2 separate regions of the Mus musculus genome follow, and region 2 is linked to region 1. A link is a contact called in public Hi-C data. All regions are on one chromosome and are shown on one strand. Each heading gives the region's core, a stretch centred on a gene start, on an enhancer-like site or on the middle of the called end of the contact. The rest is flanking DNA. Distances are from core to core; before and after follow the strand shown.

What was found. Hi-C and Micro-C count contacts between places; a contact is called where the count stands out from the background.
Region 2: a contact with region 1 is called in a Hi-C map of nephron progenitors, with 2.6 times the contacts expected there. The contact joins two enhancer-like sites. A contact is called at or near these places in 1 of 39 promoter capture datasets (liver), 1 of 484 Hi-C or Micro-C datasets (nephron progenitors) and 1 of 9 other capture datasets (adipose tissue).

Annotation. Positions count from the first base shown.
Region 1 is chr8:121,392,384-121,399,856 of GRCm38.p6, reverse strand. No RefSeq gene overlaps it. Among named protein-coding and RNA genes, the nearest start is that of Gm26747, 23 kb to the left of the region's middle. Within about 2 kb of position 3,541, at least 10 of the 459 cell types and tissues checked have an H3K27ac peak or open chromatin away from gene starts, as enhancers often do. A contact at or near this core is called in nephron progenitors, where this site is marked.
Region 2 is chr8:121,662,852-121,670,324 of GRCm38.p6, reverse strand. No RefSeq gene overlaps it. Among named protein-coding and RNA genes, the nearest start is that of Zcchc14, 15 kb to the right of the region's middle. RefSeq lists an enhancer at 1-2,370. Within about 2 kb of position 4,819, at least 168 of the 459 cell types and tissues checked have an H3K27ac peak or open chromatin away from gene starts, as enhancers often do. A contact at or near this core is called in nephron progenitors, where this site is marked.

The DNA of each region.
Region 1 (7,473 bases), core at 2,292-4,791:
TGTCTCGTGCTGCCGCTGGCCTGGTCCCACGAGTCCTGCAGACAGATTCTACTGCACACGGTCTCTCCGAAGTGGGGCTGGAGTAGCCTTGAAAGTTGTCTCTTGTTAGGTATTGTATCTGAAAACATGCTTGAAACCCTAATAGAGACCCCCTTGTAGGATCAGAATGTAGGTTCTTGGTCATCCCACTGGCACTTGATAGAGTTCTTTTTGCTGAGAAATAGAAACAGGCCTGACCCTGGCCTAAGGCTGGGCTAGGACACAGTCATGTGACCCGATGTACTTGCAATGCACAGACAAAAAGGAAAGCGTCTGCAGATGTTTACTGGCTGGGAGGACACTGGGGTGGAAGTAGTTGGTCCTAATGGCAGGTCACCCTCCCTGTCCTCTGAGTCTGTCCCCACCTCTCTTTAGTTTCTTATTTCTGTCTCTGCCTTTCTTTCTAATCAGGCCTAGGCTCCATCTTCTGGCAAAGTCCAGCAGGGGGCCTCTGAGAGACGAGGGTCCCCAAGTGAGTCACCATTATCTAAGGTGATGTCCAGGAGCCCTAACCGTGCCTGAGGATGCTGTTAGCTTCAAAGCTCTGGAGGATCCATCCTGCCACCTGAGCAGGGAGATGGATTCAAGGTGGCCTCAGTGGGAAGACAGGCAGGCAGGCAGACAGGCAGACAGATAGGCACACATACACACAAAGAGAGAGAGAGAGAGAGAGCCCCACTCATCTCACGTTTCCTTGTCATGGACTGTCCCTGTGACGGCAGTGTGACATGGGATCAACAATTTATTTATTTTTAACAGGGTCTTTAAAAATTTGTATTCTATGTGTGTGGGTTCACGGGTGCTCCAGTACTCGTGTGCAGGTCAGAGGACAATTCACACGCAGGTCCCAGGTTGTCGGGGTTATGTAAGAGCCGTCACACACTGAGCCTCTTGCTGGCTGGCTTGCTTTATTTGTTTTCTGTTTCTTTGTTTGTTTAGAGGCAGAGTTTGCTGTGTGACTCTGATTGGCCTGGAACTCACTATGCAGACCAAACTGGCCTTGAATGTGCGTGTGCACATGTGCTCGTGCGCGCGCGCGCGTGCGTGCGCGCACGCACACACACACGCACACACACACGCACACACACACACACACACACACACACACACACACACACACACACACAGAGTGATCCTTCTGTCTCTGCCTCAGTGCAGGACCCATGAACTTGTCCTTTGCAGGCAAGCAGCCTTAGGGGCAATGTGTGGCCTCCGTCCTTAGAACCTCATCGACCTCCTCCATCTGAGGCCCAGGCACCTGTGTGAAGGCAGCCTGTGGTACCTACCTGCTTGGGGTGTGCGTGCTCTGTAAATCCCCCTGCCTTGCTTCCAGGAGACTCATGCATGGCGTTTTCTATCAGGGTGGCATTTTCTGTCAGGTAAGGGGCAGGCTTGCTCTCTTGGGCTTCCTGGTGCTGTACACATGAATCTTGGCTTATCTTGCCTTCCTGGCTTTGGAAATGAGCAGACTGGGATGAGCTTGTCACCGTGCACAGCTTCTACACTGGAATGCACACAGCGTAGTTCTGAGAGCGGCCCCTGCCCTGCATTCTCCTCCTATTCTCAAAGGCAGCTGCCTCTCTTCACTCCTCAGGATTTATTCTTCCAGCTGAAATGTCCCGGACAGTCCCCCCTCCATTTTATTAGGCTAATAAAACTTGGTTTTCTAGCACTTGGTGCCCCAGGAGGGCAATCCACCCCTCATCTAATTCATCACGGGCCCAATGAGAAGTTCTGAGGTCCCAGCCTCCATCCCCAGCTCACTGGGCCTCATAAAGGTGAGGCCTCTGGGTTGCACCTCTGGTTTTTGCCTGCTGGGCAGCCCCAGTGTCACTTATAATTTATATAAGGCTCCTCTGCTCACTTGTCCCGAACCCACACACTATGCCACGAAGCCATGGCTGCCGTAAAATGAAAGCGTGGCTGCTGGCGTTTCAGAACATTCCATCAAGAGGCTGGTGGGAAGCTCTCCTGTTTACATTCGTGAGGGGCAGCTCTGTGGGAGTCAGGGTGATAGTTTGAAAGAGGGGGTTTGTTTGGCTAGAAGAACCAAAGGTGCTGTTTAAAATAAATAAAATTTAAACAAAGCATTGTTTGTGTGCACACATCCACGAACATCAGATCTCTGAATTCTTTTGCCCGTGCTTTGTGACAGCTAAGGTTTGTTTTCCGCTTCTTCAGAAAAAGCCTGTGGTGGTGGTGGTGGGGGGGGGCAGTGTGTGTTTGGTGTGTTCCAGGCATAGCGACCGACCAGGCTCTACCCTGTTCCTTTCTCACCTTAAAGACGCATCATTTCCCGAGGCTTGAACTAAGCCTGCTCCAACACAGTTGAAAGCCAGACTGTACCAAGGGCTAGAGGGACATTTACCGGCTGGATGGCTCTCAGAGCCTCCTCCGCATGGTAATTCAATCTTGTCAGCTTGTAATTACTGCCCTGGTTCATCTCCCCTGGCTCAAATCTCCACAAAATGCCTCTCCATTATTACCTGCCCTCCCTGAGGCCATGCCCGGGTGGTTGCTAATAAGCTACTCCAGCCTCTAGCCGCTCAGGGTGACCATTTTCATCCCTCTTTCTCCCAATGCTCATCCTGAGTTCTGAGGGTTGCACACAGTCAGGAGAAGGATAAGGAGGAGTTGGACAGGACTCCTGTAAGGTTCTTTGCTCTTATCCACCTACCTGGCCACTGGACTCAGCCTTGGCTGGGCTGAGATCCGGGGGGACTTCTTTTGATGGACATCTGATAGGACAACTGTCTTCTTCTGCAGGATGTGACAGTTGAGGGAGATTTCAGACCTCAGCAGTCAAGGAAGCTTGTCATGGCCTGGGCTGGCAATGGCCTTCTTCAAACGGAAGCATCAGCGTGAAAGGTAGCCAGCAGCAGAGACAATGACATAGGAAATCTCACTGAGCTAGCTCTTTACTGGGGTAGCTGGACTCAGAAACACCCCAAATCCCACCCTTATCACCCACAGCAGTCCCAAGCCTATATGCCGAAGTGTGTTGGACGGCTGTGACACCCTGGAGGGCCTCATTGGCCAGAGTGCTCGGGGCATGTCTGAGTTGTTGGAGTCTAGACCTGAGAAAGCTAACAGGGGTGCCTTGTTGTCAGGGGCAGCCAGCCTCAGGCCGCACCTCAAAGGTACCAGAGCCTGGCCTTGGCCTTTCTCGGCTCCCTGCATCCCACCCTTGGGTGCTGGAGTTGGAAGTCCCTCCGGTTCCCCTTCTTTCCAGGCTCCCTCTTGCTGCGCTCGCTCGGGCTGATGGCGGATTATCCTCCGAAAATCCACTTGGAAGGGATTTTTGTTTTGTTTTGTTTTCTCTACTTGACACTTGAGAGTAAAGTAGGCCATTTATCTTCCAGGCAGAAGAATTTCAACAGTGCGGCCTCTTGGTGCGGCTCGGGCTCCGGGTGTGGAGACAGCTTTAGGTCTCCTTGCAGGGGCTTTGGACAGTCTTAGCTGCTGCCTCCTAAACTCGTGAGCTTTTCTCCCCTCCAGCTAATCCCCTGCCTGCCACCCCTCCCCTGGATCCAGCCCACCTCAAGCTCCACAGACTGAAAGGCGTATTCATGCTCCAGCCGGCTGTTTGTTTAAACTCACCCTGTGTTAGTCCGTGTTAAATGCAACAGAACGAGAAGAAATGGAATTTTCTGCCGGCTTTTGATCAAAGAGAGGACTTGAAAAAATTCAAGACGGGTTCCTGCAGGACACTGTTAAACACAGGCTCTGCGTTTCTGCACGCCAGTGTTTAGTTGGCTGGAGGAACGAGTTCTTTATCCTTTTGATCTCGGGAAGAAAACACACATGCATACACACACACACACACATCACACACGTGTATACATATGACATGCACAAACACATGAACATATAAACACATACACATACATACATAAACATACATACACAGACCACAGACACAAACATGCATGCATCCCCTTAACATACACACACATAGGTATGCCATATGTGTATATGCACACTCATACCCCAGTCACACACATACATGTACACAGACACCGGCACCCATGCACATCCCCACACCATAAACAAGAAACTATGGCCATCCTTTTCCGAGACACCCCAGCTGTGGAGGACCACCCTTTAATGAATTTGAAACATGGCCCCACTGCAAAATGCAAACTCTTTGTTTTTATTCCTTTCATGGGAATTCAGGGTGAAGTCTCTCTGTTCTCCAGGCCACAGGATGCCGACCACATGCTCAGAACACCCTGTCTCTCTCACCCCATCTATCTTCGTGGTGGGACCAATCATGAAATGTCCATCCTGGCTCCCCAGCTTGGAGGCAAATGCCGATGAAATGTCCTTAACATGTCCCCATTTCCTGTCATCCAGGGAGATCCCCAGGGGCTCGGGCCGCTGAGTTTAAGGCAGGGACCGCAGATCTGCAGCAGAGTCGATGGCCGTCTCACGCAGGGAATTTGGAGGTTTCGATCAGCCTGATCCACAGCAGCCAGTCAAAGCAGCCTTCGTATTACATGGATACACAGGCTAATACCCCAAGCTCTTACTTAGACTGACCTGGGACCAGTGCAGGCCCTGGAAAAAGTTAAAACGTGCCCTGCCGCCTTCCCCCTCCTCACTCGCTTTTCCATTATGGAAAAAAACCCGATTTTTTTTTTTTTTAATTTGTTGTGTTTCTACAATCGATTGTTTGGTTATCGGCACTGCCCGTTTCCTGATGCTCATTTCTGTTTCGACACAAATCAGTCTCGTTTCCTTTTGGAATAAGGATCAGGCTGGGAAGTGGACCCAGAACCGTGAGTTTTCCCTCTGTTCCCTCCAGCCCCGAGCTCCTGAGCCCCGCTTCAGCTCTGGGGTGACTCTCCCCAGCCTCCTGGCTCTCCTGGGCCAGTGCAGGCAGCCTGAGCTCTGCTCTCCCCATTTAGGAAGGAGATTCTAGAATTTCTACACAAACATCACATAGGAAGGGGAGGGAGGGACTTCCATTTTCATTTTAAGGCTCTAAAAGAAGGGGAAAGTAAACAGGGTGGGCTGTTTTATCTCAGGGGTTCATGGGGAGTCCCTACTGAATTTACCAAATAAAATGAATTTCAAAATTTTCATTTTCTCATTTTATTCCGGCAGAAAATGAGTTTGCCTTTATAATATCCAGAGCTTTCAAACTCTATTGAGTGAGAAATTAAGTTACAGAAAGTAAATACTCTGGTCTCTCCACACGCCCGAAACGAGACAGCCTGTCACTGTAACATGATAGCAAGCCCGGCTTTGGGGTCCAGGATCACTTATTATTTTTTTTTATGATGTATAATAATGAGAAACAAGACCCAGTTAAAATGTTCCTCTTTTAGAATGGTTGAAGTGTGATACAAAATAAATTTGATTGTAATTTTAATTTGTAAACCTAAGTTGCCAATTAAAAAAAAATCTTCCCAATGTCTTAAAACACGGAAAAAATGTAAAGAAAACAAAAATGAATGTTCTTGGCCACGGGAAATTCTATCTTTATATAGAAACACACATGTAAGGCAGGCGCTCTGGTAACGGGAGTGCTTTGCCTTTCGTTACAAAGAGAAAGCAATATTTGAACTGCAGAACGAGCGGACACAAGGAAGAAGGGTGGCTGGCTATTTGCATAGGAAAATCCAGAGACCGACACTAGGCAGATGTGGGCTTGGACTGTGATTGTATTTATAACAAAAGCTACATAAATGTAAGAAAAAAAGAGAGAAAGTTATTTTGCTTAAGTGCCTGGAAAAAAATTGGAATAATATTTGGGTTACTCCTGTCTTGTGCTTTGTGTTCTGGAAACCCGTGGGGTCCAGGAAGGATTAGAGAACTCCACTGGGGACTTGGGGAGACAGCCGAGCCTTAAAGAGTGCTTGCTGCTCTTCCAGGGGACCCAAGCCGGTTCCCAGCATTCACATAGGGTGGCTCATACTCTCTGTAGCTCCAGTTTCAGGTGATCCAGTGCCTCTACCTCCACGGGCACACATTCATACATGCGTGCATGTGTGTACGCTCACACACACACACACACACACACACACCCCAAATATTTGTTTTTAAAGCACTTTACCTAAATCGGAAGTGTGTGTATTGTGTATTTGTGCATGTGCATATGTATGTGTGCATGTGTGTGTGCACATGTGCGTGGGAGAGACTGCATGTGTGCATTGAATATGTGTGTGTTTGGTGTGCTTGTGTGTATGTGAGTGTCTCACACCCGTAACCTCAGGAGGTATACAGAGGGGTAAATGGAAGGGAAGATAACTTTTACCTCAGAAATTCTCTGTTAACACAAAACTCTTAAATGATAAAAAAAAAAAGCATATATATATATATATTAAAGGTAGGTCGACGGGGGATAGATCAGCGTGCCAATACAGAGAGGCAGGCGACCGTTTCTCTGTGATTCCCACCAATCCATATTCCTTTCTTCACTCTGGACCCTTGAACAGAAAGCAACCTTCTTGGGGACGTCTGGCTGCTGCCCAGTAGATGGTGCTGTGACTTCTAGAGATAGGAGGGTGGAGTGGGGGTGGGGAGGGCAGGACAGTGAGGTCTGCCACAAGCCCATCTCTGCGAACTTCCACGGAAAGAGGAGACTCCTCTATGAGGCCTCTGCAAGGTGCCACCTATCAAAGACTATTTAAAGTAGTTAGGCCAAATGTCTGTCACCAAATGTCCGATCCTTAGGAAAGGACCTAGGGGGTAGAGAGAGAGAGGTGTGGGGCACTTAGGAGACACTTAATATCTCAGAATTAAGGTGCCTGACCACACACTCTCTGCCCTCATGGTCACCACGGAGACCGAGTGCCCGCAGAGTTGAATTGACAGGTGTCAGTCACGATGGGCACCTAGTCTCGGAGGATGGCGGGGAGAGTCTGGGCCGGAGCTACTCCCTGTGTCTTCCCATTGGCACCTGTCAGACACTGGCTGCTCTTGGCTTTAGCTCTCTCCTGTCACTGTCTCCTGGTCAGGAAGAATTTTTCACCTTCTTCCTCAAGTGAACATTTTTCTACCCGTCTCCCTAAGAATGTGGTCCCGTGATTTGTCGCACTGAGTGTTTAATCTACAGACATTTTCAGATGACCTTGATGGACAGCATGGCTCATTAATTTCTTTTAGGCAACCATTAGCTGAGCTGTTTCTAATCTAGAAGGCAGCCTGAGTGTCGGCAAAATATCTCAGACAATCTGGGATTCCACAAAAGCAGCAAAAAGATTTATTTCCTTCTCTGAGAATGGGGCTCTTTCTTCTTGGGGATGAGCGAGAGGAGGCTTCTCTGGGCTCCACACTCGACGGTAAAGACAGAACGGCGGAGGGAGAAGCGTGACTTCATCTGGTCTGGTAGCAATTAATCTCATATCGTTTCTTGAAGTTTTAATTGATTGACACACCAGCTTTTATGCTTGTATGTGTTTACAAATTGTACGAGTTAGTTACCTT
Region 2 (7,473 bases), core at 3,570-6,069, 270 kb before region 1:
CAGCATCCATCTACAGCCCCTGGATGGTGTTGTGTAATGGCCAGGTCCAGGGGTGGGCAACTCTAGGCTGGACCATTCCTCCAGCCTGGGTCCCCGGGAAGAACAGAAAGTTCACGTGGCTGACATCCATCCCATGCCTGGCACCCACCTGGTAACGGACAACAGCCCTGCAAAAGATGTCTCATCCCTGTGTCACAGAGGAGGAAACCAGGGTGGTGCTGGCTCGTGGCTCAGCATGCCTGTCACCCTGTGATCGAGGCCCTGGACTGAGGAACTGGCTCTGTCAGATTGGCCTATGGGCATATATATATATATATATATTTGTGAGGCAGTTTCTTGATGGCTAACTGATCTAGGAGAGTTCAGCTCCCTGTGAGTGATGCCAGCCCAAGGCAGGTGGGCCTGAGCTGTGTAGAACAAGTACCTGAGCAGACCCGAGGGAGCAAGCGAGTGAGGAGTAGCACTCCTCAGGGGCCTCTGCTTCGAGCTTCTCGAGCTTCTCGCCTTGAGAGTTCTTGCCTTGACTCCTTTTGGTGATGAACTGTACTGTGTCAGCTAAAGGCGAGCCCTTTCTTTCCTCTCCACGTTGCTTTTTGGTTATAGTATTTATCGCAGACAAAACAGAACAGGCAGGCAGATAAAGGTAACGCAACATCCAACCAAAAGCCACAGCTGAGAAGCTGTGCCCTGCCTCGTGCCCTGCCTTCCTTAGCACCAGGCCCAGGGAGCCTGAAGGGACATGGGGAATGGCGGCTAGGGAAGAGAAGTGCAAGGGGGTGGATGGTGAGGAACGGTGGGAGGGGGTGCACACCGTGAGGAGGGGAGGGACTTCCTGGTAAGTCCAGCTCAGCCAGCTGAGCTGGGGTTGATTGGATGCAGACTGCCCCCCCCACCCCTGCCAGTCTCTTGGCTGGGTGGCCACAAGTGAGTCACACTCCCCGTGCCTCCCCACCTCCCTTCCTGGTCCTCAGGCTCATGAGCCAAAGAAACAATGTGCGTCTGAGGTTGCAGGATCTGGGAGGAAGCCCTGATCAGGGTACGCAGGGATGGATGGGAAACTGGTCGTCTCTAGACCACAGAGGTCTAGAATCCACCCCCATCCAAGGCGGGCATGCCCCACCCCCATCCTCAGAGCCACTTCCCTGCAGCCTTCTTGTGACCTGATTGTCACCTTTCCGTTGGTCAAGCTCCCTCCTATCCCTGTAGCAACTGTCAGAAAGCCTCATCCTGGCTAGCCGGGGGTCTGCTTCTGTTGTTACAGCTCCCCAAAGTCCTGGCTGGAATATCAATAGGGGCTCCTCCTGTTCATCAGCCCGCAACGGCCAAGTCCCAAGAAGGAGCAGGCGGCACCCTTGGCTTTTCGGCCTTCTTGGAAAGGACCCTTCCTCTGGTGGTGCCGGTACAGACAGACAAAGGAAGTCCGCATTGGAGGGATGGTGCCTGGGAGGCAGCACCCTGTGCAGTAGGCAGGGAGGGTGCTCATGAGTGGGGTGGGGCTACATGTGTCAGAACTGCTGAGATGCCAGGCAGGATGTGATTAACATCGCACTGGGTGTGACAGCCACCCTGCCTGCCAGCCCCCAAGCCCATTGTTCGGCAGCCCGGCAGCCCCCTTTCCTTCACCCCACCCTGCTGCAGCATGCCCAGACTCTGTGTGTCAGGTCCCCTCTGCTCCCTACCCAGCATTTATCCATGGTGCCAGCCCCCTAAAAATAGCAGCCTGCCTGAAATGGAGGCCTAAGGCGAACTCCACAAGAGGAGACAGCCTCCCCCTGTGCCCTGGCCCAAGCCATTCGTGAGCTGTCTACCCTGAAGCTGAGCAGAGGGCCTGCCTTCGCACGCTGTTCTAAACAGAGGGAAAGCCAGCAGCAGGCTTCTGCTTATAGCCCAGGCGCCTGGCTCTGCTTTTGTCTTTCCAGGGATACTCTCCTCTTTCCGGGGCCCTCCATATCCCAGTGGGCTCAGCCTTGGTGTGAGAGAGGATGAAGGGAGATTGGCTGTGAGCAGACAGAGAGAGCTTGTAGTTCTTGCACCTCATTGCCTCTGTCCCACCACTCGGTCCTGGAACCCTCTCTGACCACATGTCTCATAGGCATCATTGAAAATAGCTGAAGACAGTGGCTGGAGAGATGGCTCAGCGGGTAAGAGCACTGACTGCTCTTCCAAAGGTCCTGAGTTCAAATGCCAGCAACAACATGGTGGCTCACAACCACCTGTAATGAGACCTGACGCCCTCTTCTGGTGCATCTGAAGACAGCTACAGTGTACTTATGTATAATTATAAATAAATCTTTGGGCCAGAGCTAGCAGGGACTGAGGGAGCCAGGCCGGGCAGAGCAAGCGGGGTTGACTGGCTCACAACTATCTGTACAGCTACAGTGTACAAATATACATAAATAAATAAATCTTTAAAAGAGAATGAAGGAGCCGGGCAGTGGTGGTGCATGCCTTTAATCCCAGCACACAGGAGGCAGAGGCAGGCGGATTTCTGAGTTCGAGGCCAGCCTGGTCTACAAAGTGAGTTCCAGGACAGCCAGGGCTATACAGAGAAACTCTGTCTCAAAAAACAAACAAACAAACAAACAAAAACAAAAAAAGAAAGAAAGAAGGAAGGAAAGGAAGGAAAGGAAGAGAGAGAAAGAAAGAAAGAAAGTAAGAAAGAGAGAGAGAGAGAGAAAGAAAGAAAGAAAGAAAGAAAGAAAGAAAGAAAGAAAGAAAGAAAGGAAGGAAGGAAGAAAGGAAGAAAGAAAGAGAAAGAAAGCTGCAGAGATGGCTCAGTGGGTAGAGCACTGGCTGCTCTTGTAGAGGACTGGGTTCGATTCCCAGCAACCACATGGTGTGGGTCACAACTGTCAGTAACCCTACTCCTAGGGGAATTCAATGCCCTTTTCTGGTCTTCACAGTTGTGGCACACACACAAAATAATTTAGATGAATAAAAAGATTAGCAAAAGAACCGGACATGGTGGCGCACTTGAGAGTCAGAGGCAGGCGGACCTCTGTGAAGAATGCTGGGAACTTGAGTGAGCTGTGGTGGTGTGACAAGGCTCAAGGAGTCAGTTCTGTGGTCTCTGGAAGCATCTTCTTTGTCACGCTGTCACATGTCATTCCTACACTGAGTTGGTAACCCCACTGTAAGGGGAGAAGAAGAAATGGCCGGGATGTGTCTCCTGAGAGTCATTCTAAAACACCGGTGAGCCTGGAGGGTTGGTGTCCCCCGGAACCTGGGAGACGAGGCAGGAGGAGGATGAGCTTGAGGCTAGTCTGGGTTATGTGGTGAGCACCAGGGCAGTTCTCAAACACAAACAATAACCCAAAAAACTAGCCGGGCGTGGTGGCGCACACCTTTAATCCCAGCACTCGGGGGGCAGAGGTAGGCGGATTTCTGAGTTCAAGGCCAGCTTGGTCTACAAAGTGAGTTCCAGGATAGCCAAATATATATATATATATTTGGGGTTTTTTTGAGACAGGGTTTCTCTGTGTAGCCCTGGCTGTCCTGGAACTCACTTTGTAGACCAGACTGGCCTCGAACTCAGAAATCCGCCTGCTTCTGCCTCCTGAGTGTTGGGATTAAAGGGAGTATATATTTTTTTAAGATTAAAAAGAAAAGTGTTTGCTGTGGACATGACCATAAAGAAAAGTTCCCATGGGGTTTTTCCAACACTACCTGACTAGCAGTTAACCTGTTGGGGACATTTGGTGATGAGCAGCAAATCCTTGCCCAGTTACTAATGATGTGTAGATGGTTCCAGAATGCTCATCTGATTACTCCCAAGTTCTTATGCAGGGCTAAAAAGCACAACTGGGTGACATTTGAGAAAGGTAACCTGGATGGACAGCAAAAAGCGGAGGGGCTGGTGAGATGGCTCAGTGAGTAAGAGCACCCAACTGCTCTTCTGAAGGTCCTGAGTTCAAATCCCAGCAACCACATGGTGGCTCACAACCATCTGTAATGAGATCTGACTCCCTCTTCTGGAGTGTCTGACGACAACTACAGTGTACTTACATATAATAACAATAAATAAATCTTTAAAAAAAAAAAAGAAAGAAAGAAAAGCGGAGCGTTGAGGATGGAGATAGCTCAGCTGGTAAAGTGTTGGCTACGGAAGCGTGAGAGCCAGAGTTTGAATTCATACTGGGCGTGGAGAAAGCCAGTCTTGGTGGTTTGTCCTCGTACTCCCAGCTCTAAGCTATAAATGAGAGGTTATAGCCATCCCATGATTGACACAAACTCAACAGACTATTTTCCCTCTCCCTTCCTCTCCCTCTTTCTCTTTCTCTCTCACTTTTCCAGGCAGGGTTTCTCTGTGTAGCCCTGGCTGTCCTAGAACTCACTCTGTAGACCAGGCTGGCCTCGAACTCACAGTGATCCGCCTGCCTCTGCTTCGCAAGTGCTGGGATCAAAGGGTGTGCGTCATCACCACCTGGCTGGAGGCTGTTTCTTAAGAGCAGAGAAGATGATGGAAACTCCTGCTGTCAGCCATGCCGCTGGGATGTGCTTGGTGACATAAAACAGTCCCTGTGAATTGAGCAGAGCATCGGAAACACCAAGCATGGAGCATCAGACAGAGGTCAGGCAGTGTGGCAGAGCGAGGTAAAGGAGGCGTGGGTAACAGCGCACACCAGGGCTAGGGTAGGCGCTGCAGTGGCTGCCGGCTAAGCAGCTTTTGCCCAAAGGAGCCACCGAGGGACAGCTGGGAGCCTTCCAAGAGCAGGCAGTGCGGACTCACTTCCTGGAACTCAGCTGAGCCTCTTTCTCTAGGAGACCCCAGACGTTGTCCAAATAAACAAAAGGCTGCTGGGAAACGGCGGCCAGGAGGTCAGGGAGGCTGGCGCAGCCATGGGGAGGAGGCGGAAGTCAGTGTGGTTCTCGGGAGCCTGGGATTGTGGGCTGTGGGCTCTGTGGCTAGCAGCTGGCTCCTGGAGTCTAGGCTCTGCGCAACAAACAGCCCACATGCTGGCAGGCCCGGCCCAACCGCACCAGCGGACACAGGGGCTGGGCCACGGGGATCCATGGCTTGTACCAGGGTGAACACAGACTCTCATGTTTGTTCTTTAAAGCCTCCTGGCTCTTCAGCATCCTGTGAGGGTTACAGACTCATGAGCCTTAAGAAGAAACAGACTGGGACTTAGGAGGTATCTCTTCATCCTGTACCAGCCTTGCAATCCTGAGGACCTGAGTTTGATTTCCAGAACCACATAAAAATAAATAAATAAATAACATAAGCTGGGTGGAGCGGCTTACACTTGTAATCCTAGCACTGGGGAGCCAGAAACAAATAGATCCTTCAGGCTCTGTTTGACAACGCGCCTAGCCTATCATGTCTCAACAGCAACAGAAAAGTCTGGAAGGTGCTTAAGGAATAATTTCTGGGGTTAACCTGTAGTCTCTAGAAGACAGGCAGGCAGGCAGGCAGACAGACAGACAGACAGACAGACACACACACACACACACACACACACACACACACACACACATACACACACACAAAACAGGAGCCTTCACTGGCTACAGATGCATCCAGTGAATACCTTCACAGAGGTTTTTGTCTGGATATCAGGAATGCCTTCAGCCACTCAAAACCCAAAACCAAAGAAACAATAAAACAGCACTAGCTTGTGTCTGTGATCAGCCAGGGCCTGTGGATATTGGGAAGACCTTTTCTTCATCGCTCGCTCTTTAGATCAGACTAGAACCAGACCTTCCCTGGATCTGCATGGCACATTTAGGACCAGGATTCTAAGGAGAGGCAGAGGCCAGGATTGCCCCATAGTATTTGGATTCTGAAAGCCAAAGATCCCCTCGGCTACGTTTGACACCTGCAAACTGCCCAGAAGGGGGAGATGGCAGAAGGAAGGAGTCGCTCCTGGGTCCTAACACACCCACAAGACTGGATAAAGCCAATACCAAACATCATGCTAGCTAGCCTTTGTCTACCCGCAAGACCCGCCCAGAGCTTCAAGTCTCCTGTGAGCCTTTGTGTGTGTTTCTGAACACACTACATGCTGTGTGCACAGGGTCTCCCGCCTGTGTGATTTCTGCCTCACAAGGGGGGAAGCTAGCCCCACTTCCCACCTGTGTGATGTCTGCCTCACCCCTGCTACCCTGTCTTCAGACTAGACTGTACACTTTACCTACGAGTCAGAGTAAACTCCTGTAGGTTGCTTTGTCAGGGTGGTTTATTACAGCAATAGGAAAACACACACAGACACACAGACACAAAAGTTACACACAGAAACTGAAAAAGTTACAGCAAAAGCCTAAGACACAGACATCTCACCGATGGACCCCGCAGCTGGGGCATCCCGACTGCTTCTCCCAGGGAACCCAAGAGAGGCATAAGCTGTGGAGCAAAGGCATCCGCGCCACCAGGCCAGCCTGGAGAGGACATCAAGAAGCTGCCAGAGGGACAAACAGAGTTCACGGACTTCAGTCCACCTGAAGCACCTGAAGAGGGGTAAGAGCTGAGTGTTGGGGGATCTCTGGCCAGCCCTCCGTGGTAGGGCTGCAGGTGAGGCAGATAGTCCCCCGAGTCACACAGTGAGTCAGAGGAAGAGCACTGGGGCCAGCACAGGGCTCACCTGTCAGGCTTCTTTTGAGGATGCGAGCTCTCCACTAGGGAGCATAAGGAAATACATTCATGACGTCAGGGTCTCCCTGGCTCCCCAGCCTTCATGCCCACACTGTCCCCTCACACCAGAAAAGACCTAATGTGTGCTAGGCAGGGTGGCGTATACCTGTGTGCATGTGTGTGTGTTTGTGGGTAGGGGAGTGTAGAAAGAGAGAGAAAACCCAGCACAAAAAAACTCACAAGTGTGTGTGTAGTCGCTGTTGAGAAAATCCAAATCAAACTGGTTATAGATACTCCTGAGAGAACCATTGCATTTTGTCACCACAAGCCATCCTGGCATCTGTACAACAAACTAAACATGGGCAATACCCTGGATCTGCTAGACAGCTGGGCAAGCAGGACACATCTGGAAGGCTGGCTTCTCCCACTTGTCCCTGCCCAGCACCACCAAAAAGGAGCATCCCACGGCAGTGTGGCGCTCACCTCGGGGAAAGTCAAGGGGAAAGCTACAGGAGCAGCTTCCATGAAGCGGGGCTAGCTCGCACCACGGTGAGGCGGACATCACACAGGTGGGAAGCGGGGCTAGCTCGCACCATGGTGAGGCGGACATCACAGCCCCACCATCACATCCACGGTTCAGAAGAAAAAGGTGAATGCTTGAATGCTGGTTCAGATGGCTTTCTCCATCTTAAACAGTCCAGGAGCCCTGCCTAGGGAATGGTTCTGCCCATAGTCAAGAAGGGTCTTCCTACATTAATGAATACAATCAAGATAATCCCACACAGGCATGCTCAGAGGCCTCCTTCCAAGGCGGCTCTAGATTCTGTCAAGTCGACAATGATACTAGCCCCAAGAGTCAGCAAATGAGATGGAAGCATAAATCTGTTAGTCTTTCAGGAGAA